Regions from separate parts of the Mus musculus genome. Here region 2 is linked to region 1. The links are chromatin contacts, called in public HiChIP or PLAC-seq maps. All regions are on one chromosome and are shown on one strand. The core of a region is the stretch at or near the end of the contact, and the rest is flanking DNA. Distances in the headings are between cores, read along the strand shown. Region 1 overlaps Ndrg3 (N-myc downstream regulated gene 3). Region 2 overlaps Manbal (mannosidase, beta A, lysosomal-like).

What was found. HiChIP or PLAC-seq counts read pairs in DNA pulled down with a chosen protein or histone mark.
Region 2: an H3K27ac HiChIP or PLAC-seq map of embryonic stem cells shows a contact between it and region 1, with 6 read pairs. The contact joins two enhancer-like sites. A contact is called at or near these places in 3 of 39 promoter capture datasets (erythroid cells, liver and pre-B cells) and 1 of 115 datasets of contacts at active chromatin or transcription factors (embryonic stem cells).

The regions. Positions count from the first base shown.
Region 1 is chr2:156,981,477-156,984,398 of GRCm38.p6, forward strand. The region is part of intron 1 of Ndrg3 (N-myc downstream regulated gene 3); the gene reads right to left. Among named protein-coding and RNA genes, the nearest start is that of Ndrg3, 9.2 kb to the right of the region's middle. Within about 2 kb of position 1,460, at least 58 of the 459 cell types and tissues checked have an H3K27ac peak or open chromatin away from gene starts, as enhancers often do. A contact at or near this core is called in embryonic stem cells, where this site is marked.
Region 2 is chr2:157,374,598-157,377,799 of GRCm38.p6, forward strand. All of the region lies in intron 1 of Manbal (mannosidase, beta A, lysosomal-like), which reads left to right. Among named protein-coding and RNA genes, the nearest start is that of Manbal, 8.6 kb to the left of the region's middle. Within about 2 kb of position 1,929, at least 89 of the 459 cell types and tissues checked have an H3K27ac peak or open chromatin away from gene starts, as enhancers often do. A contact at or near this core is called in embryonic stem cells, where this site is marked.

The DNA.
Region 1 (2,922 bases), core at 210-2,709:
GTTCCTGTAAGGGATGAGCTTTGAGACCCTCCTCCTAGCTGCCTGGAAACAGTCTGCCACTGGCTTCCATTGGATGAAGATGTAGAACTCTTAGCTCCTCCAATAAGTACCATGGCTGCCTAGATTCTGCCATGTTTCTCGACATGATGATAATGGAACCTCTGAACCTGTAAGCCAGCCCCAGTTAAATGTTGTCCTTTATAAGAGTTGCCTTGGTCATGGTGTCTCTTCACAGCAGTAAAGCTCTAACAAAGACAACATGCGTAATGACAACAGAAGCTGACATGTTAGATGGGGGAAATCTCATAAGACCCACATTAGATGAAGAGCTACTGGAAATCAATGGCTGCTGAGGGAGGAACACTCAGTTTTTTCTAGGGACAAACTCCCTGAGAAGTTACTTAATCCAAAATAATCAGCCCTAAACACATATACATAAAGACAACACTAAATGGACTAACCAGGCTGTGTGTGTATATTTATAGATATAAGAGATTATTATTATTATTATTATTATTATTATTATTATTATTATAGAAGAGAACATAAATTTTAGGAGTTGTGAGAAGATACATGAGCTAGAGGGAGAAGAGGAGCAAGTAGACAGATACAATACTAGGGTATGAAATTCTTATAAATTTAAATATTTAAGTTAAAAGCACACAAAATCTTTGTTCATATTGTTTACAGTTTTCTTAGCTATAGTTGGACCTGGGAGCTTTAAAGAATATCAATACATGGCCTCAATCCAAAAGATCATTTTAATTGTTTGGGGCAGGGCTTAAGCGTTTTTTTGTTTTGTTTTGTTTTGTTTTGTTTTGTTTTTTTAAAGCTCTTTGGGTAATTCTTAACCAGGGCTAAGAAGCACTGGTCTTCAACAGTGACCCCTTCCTCCAATAAGGAAAGAGACACAGAAAATTGAACTAGGTTCATGCACCTGAATGTGTATAGGGCTAAGACCACTGTTTAGACACCAAGCCCAGATTCTGAAAGATATTCTAGGATACTGGGCTACATTCCATACATCTATAAGAAACACAATTATATGATGACTTGGCTCTTAAGTTCTGTCAGGCTTAAAGCCTGAATTAATCTAATCATGAAACCATTGACTTAAACATCCTCCCAAGTATCTAGGATAATGGATGTTGGTTTCACTGCTGTCTCCTGGGGGCCCTTAAGGAAGCAAAGGATCTCGAGAGACAGCCTGAGAAGCCAAATAAACAAACCACGGAACAAGCCTTTAAAAAAAAAAAACCTAGCTCACAGATTATTCCTACACAAATGAAAATGTGGGCATCTTGCTACAAGGAGAAATAGTTTCAGAAGCTGCCTTCCTTCCTACATAAGCAAAATAGGGGAGTGAAGGTCAAAGGCAGCTGTTAAGGTATACCCATAGATCTTCATTCTAACAGGAAATACACTTGCTTCTCCTTGGCCCTGGATAAGGTCAACCACACCCCTCATAACAGACCCACCCTTTTGCTGGGTCATTCTTGGGCTCTGGCAGCAGGTGGGAAGTAGACTTTCGGGGCCTGCCAAGTTGGAAATCTGAGTCTGCCCTATGTGCTCATTGTATTCATTCCAGGTTCTTGATACAGATAACTGCTAGGACAGAGCAATCCCCACAGACAGATCTTGTTAATTACAGACTCCCAACCAGCAGGGAGCTTTCTAACATAGGGTTTATCTAAAGCAACTCCAGTGCCAGATGCACACCCTTCTGCCTTCCCCTCTTGAAGGACGCAGCTCAAGACATTAGGGAAGCTACTGTTGGCAAGGCCTGGTATGGAGCTTGGAAGAGCTCCGGGTTCCTACCAGCTAAAGGCAGAATCCCTGAAAACAATCCGTTCCTTTCTACAGTCTGAATGGACAAACAAGGACAAACAACAGCCCTGAAGTACTTTGTGTTCATACCTGCCAGTTACTGAGTGCTTTCCCAATGTCAGGTACCAGAATCAGCACTTTATCCATTCATTATTTTATTTTATTTTATTTTATTTTATTTATTTTTTTTTTTAAAGGATATCTTTTTTTTTTTAAAGATTTATTTATTATTATATGTAAGTACACTGTTGCTGTCTTCAGACACACCAGAAAAGGGAGTCAGATCATGTTACAGATGGTTGTGAGCCACCATGTGGTTGCTGGGATTTGAACTCTGGACCTTCGGAAGAGCAGTCGGGTGCTCTTACCCACTGAGCCATCTCACCAGCCCCCTTATTTTATTTTTTAAGGATTTATTTATTTATTTAATGTATATGAGTACACTGTAGCTGTACAGATGGTTGTGAGCCTTCATGTGTGTTGGGAATTGAATTTTAGGACCTCTGTTCACTCTGGTCGACCCCACTTACTCAGTCTCTGTTTTATTTATTCGAGCCCAAAGATTTATTTATTATTATAAATAGGTACACTGTAGCTGACTTCAGACACTCCAGAAGAGGGCATCAGATCTCACTACGAGTGGTTGTGAGCCACCATGTGGTTGCTGGGATTTGAACTCAGGACTTCGGTAGAGCAGTCAGTGCTCTTACCCACTGAGCCATCTTGCCAGCCCCCATTCATTATTTTATGTTATATTCTGACACTTGTAAGCTAAGCATTGTCCCCCTGACAGATAAAGATGCTGAGGCACAGCTTAGCTTTGTAATTTGACAGAGGCCACACAGTTAGCAAGCAGCAGAGGAAGGATTTGAACATTAGCATTCTGCATCCAGATCTTGGACAAGTCTCTATTAACAATTTTTCCTGTTTGATGCCAACTGATCACTAATTCTTTTTTATATTTTCAGGTTTGGTTTCGGTGGCAGTTTGGATGAAAATGGCCCCTACGGACTCATATATTTGAATACTTGGTCCCTGTTGGTGGAACCTTGGGAAAGATCATGAGGTATGGCCTTGTGGAAGAGGTATGTCATT
Region 2 (3,202 bases), core at 679-3,178, 390 kb after region 1:
TGGGGGTCTGGAGGAGAGTGGCTCATGTTTGAAAGCCTGGTCCCTAGTCGGTGAACTTGAAAGACCCACAACGTGAGGACTCCCCCACATTCTGACTCAGGAGAGGCGACACCCCAAAATCACCAACGAGAAAACGGTCTTGCTGCAAATTGCAAGAGGATTTTTATTCAAGAGCGCTCTCGGGCCCACGGTCATACACCACGCAGGGGTAGAGGACTGTGGCGCCCCGAGTAGCTGAGTAAGGGGGTATTTAAAGGAAAGAACCACAACTCAAGGAGGTGGGAAGGGCGTTGTTGGAAAATACCAAAAATACCAGTTAAGAGTCACAAGGAAGTACAAAGTCACAAGTGTCAGGTTATCTCTCAAGACAGTTTCTAAGAGCCCCTAACAATCTAAGAGCCCCTAGCAATAGCACCTTTGCATAGTGGGTTCCAGTAGTGGTCAGGGTGGGTCAGGGTGACTTTCTTTGAATGAACACTCTTTGAACCCAGGAAGCGGGTGGGTGGAGGAAGGAATGTTGCTATCTGCTTTATGATTAGCATACCTTGGAGCATTGAGTTTATTACTCTTTCAAACTGTTTGAGAAGGATTTTGAAGTGTGGCCCCTTTGGAGGAGGTGAGGCACTGTGAGGGGGACTTTGAGGTTTTGAAAGTCCACACTAGGCCCAGACTCTCTGCCTGCTGACTGTGGGTCAGGATCTAAATAAAGCTCGCAGCTACTGCCTCGATGCCATGCCTGTCTGCATGCTGCTGCGATGATCAAGGACCAGCCGTCCGAACCTGTAAGCGGGCCCTCAATTAAATAGTTTGTTTTGAGAGTTGCCTTGGTCGTGGTGTGTCTTCACAGAATAGAGCAGTAACTAAGACAGCAATGCACACAGCTTCCAGTTTCTCCACAGTTTTACTGATGCTTGGTGCCCACCTGTGCTTCTTGGTATACTTTTTTTTTCTTCATTTTAAACCCCACTCTGTGTGTGTGTGTGTGTGTGTGTGTGTGTGAGAGAGAGAGAGAGAGAGAGAGAGAGAGAGAGAGAGAGAAAGAGAGAGAGAGAGAGAGAGAGAGAGAGAGAAACTTGGGGCAGTTGGTTCTGGGCTTCCATCAAGTCTATCCAAGATCAAAATCAGGCCCCACGGAGACTTGTCACCAACCTCACCCTCCTGGTTTTGCCCACACTGGCAGTTTGTGTAGCACAGGCTGACTGTGAGCTCATCTTCTAGCTGACTACTGGGATTGCAGACTTGAACTGACTGCCCCTCCCCCCACTTATTTAGTTTGTTTTTATGCTGATTTTTAGGGGTCAGAGGCACACTTGCTGTTGGTAGTCTAAACATCCCCACAGTTCCTAAAAGCAGCCAGGTACGCTCCTCCCCACAGTTACCTGGCAAGAGCCAGGTAGGCCTGGCCCACTATAAAAGGGGCTGCTTGGCCCCTCCTCCTCTCTCTCCTACTCTTGCTTCCCGCTTGCCTCCCCCCACCCCCCACCCCCTTTCTCCCTCTCTCCAGGTGGTCATGGTAACCTCTAATTCTCTCCTCTCTGCCTTTCTCTGCCTCTACTATTCTGTTAATTCCCCTCCCCATACCCTAAATAAACTCTGTTCTATACCAGTGGCTGGTCTCTTAGGGGGCGAGGATGCCTCCTCATAGGCCCGCCAGGGCACCCCCTTCCCCCACACCCAGATAGAACATATTCTTATAGCTCTTTCTCCTTTTATGATCACAACACTCGCTACGGCATGTACCTGATGGTCAGAAGACAGCTTTCGGGAGTCTGATCTTTCCTTCCATCATGCGGTCCCAGGGATCAAATTCAGGTTGTGAGGCTTGGAGGTGGCAGGTGCCTTAGCCAGCTGAACCCTCTCTCCACCCATGCTCTGTTATATTGTTGCCGCGTGGAAGTTCTTTGTCTATCGGAATGCCAGACCTTTACTGTCAGTATGACTCACGAATGTCTCCATCCATTCTCTGGGCTGCCTTTCACTCTCCGAGGAATGTCCTCTGTGAACAAAAGGTCTTGATCTTTTTGTGGAGTTTAATTGACTCCTTTCTTTTGTAACTTGTGCCTTTGATGTCACATCCCGGAAACCACTGCCAAACCCAGTACCATAGAGATTTCCCCCAAGAGAGTCCTAATGGTTTTATAGTTTGGACTCTGAAATTTAGATCTTGGGCCGGTTTGAATTAATCTTTGTATGAAGTACAAGTTGGTTTGTGTTTGTGTGTGGACACTGTTTCTTGGTAGCACTTGTTTAAAGTCTGTCCTCTCCTGCCTGTGAATGTTTATTTGGAGCTCTCTGTCTGTCTGTCTGTCCGTCTGTCCTCATGTCAGTAGCTCTGCTTTGATTACCTTAGTTTTCTAGTAAATTTTGACAACATGAAATAAGTTCTCCAACTTTTTTTCAAATTAAGTTAAATTAGTTTTAGTAATTTGACAGCATGCCACTTCATCATATAATCAACATAAACGTTGTTGATGAGGTTGTTTACATTCGTTCATAATAAGGCTTGAAATTTGTCTGTATTTAAATTAATTTAACTGTCATTCAGTTCAGACTAGCCACACCTGGGGCCACATGTGGATCATGAGCACTGCATTGTGTGGCTCAGAGTTCCCTGGGGAGTGCACGGGATGGCAGTCTGTGACATCTGTGACAACCAATACCACAGTGCATTTGTCCCTTTAATGTTGGGGTGGCAAAAGGAAGCCATTTGTAGGTGCCTCAATAAAGAGGCAAAGGGGGAGGATGACACAAAGGCCTGATGGGGAGGGTGACCCTTGTGCTCAGGCTTGGAGTTAGAATAGGGTTTTGAACAGCAGGCATGGGTGGAAGGCTGCTCTGGACAGATCGCAGCTTCATGGAGGACTCAGGATTCTTGGAGAGCCATAGGCAGTTCTTCCAGCGTCACCAGGGTCTTAAGAGTGGAAGAGGATGGGGCTGGAGAGATACCTTAGTAGTTAAGAGCACAGGCTGTTCTTCCAGAGGACCAGGGTTCAACTCACACTTGTCTATAACTCCACTTACAGGGGATCTGACAGACATATATGCAGACAAAACACCAATGCACATAAAATAAAAATAAATCTTTTTTTTTTTTTAAAGTGGAATAGGAGCCAGGTGGTGGGGGCAAAAGCCTTTAATCCCAGCACTCAGCAGGCAGATCTAGGCTAGCCTGGTCTACTGAGGAAGTTCTGGGATAGCCAGG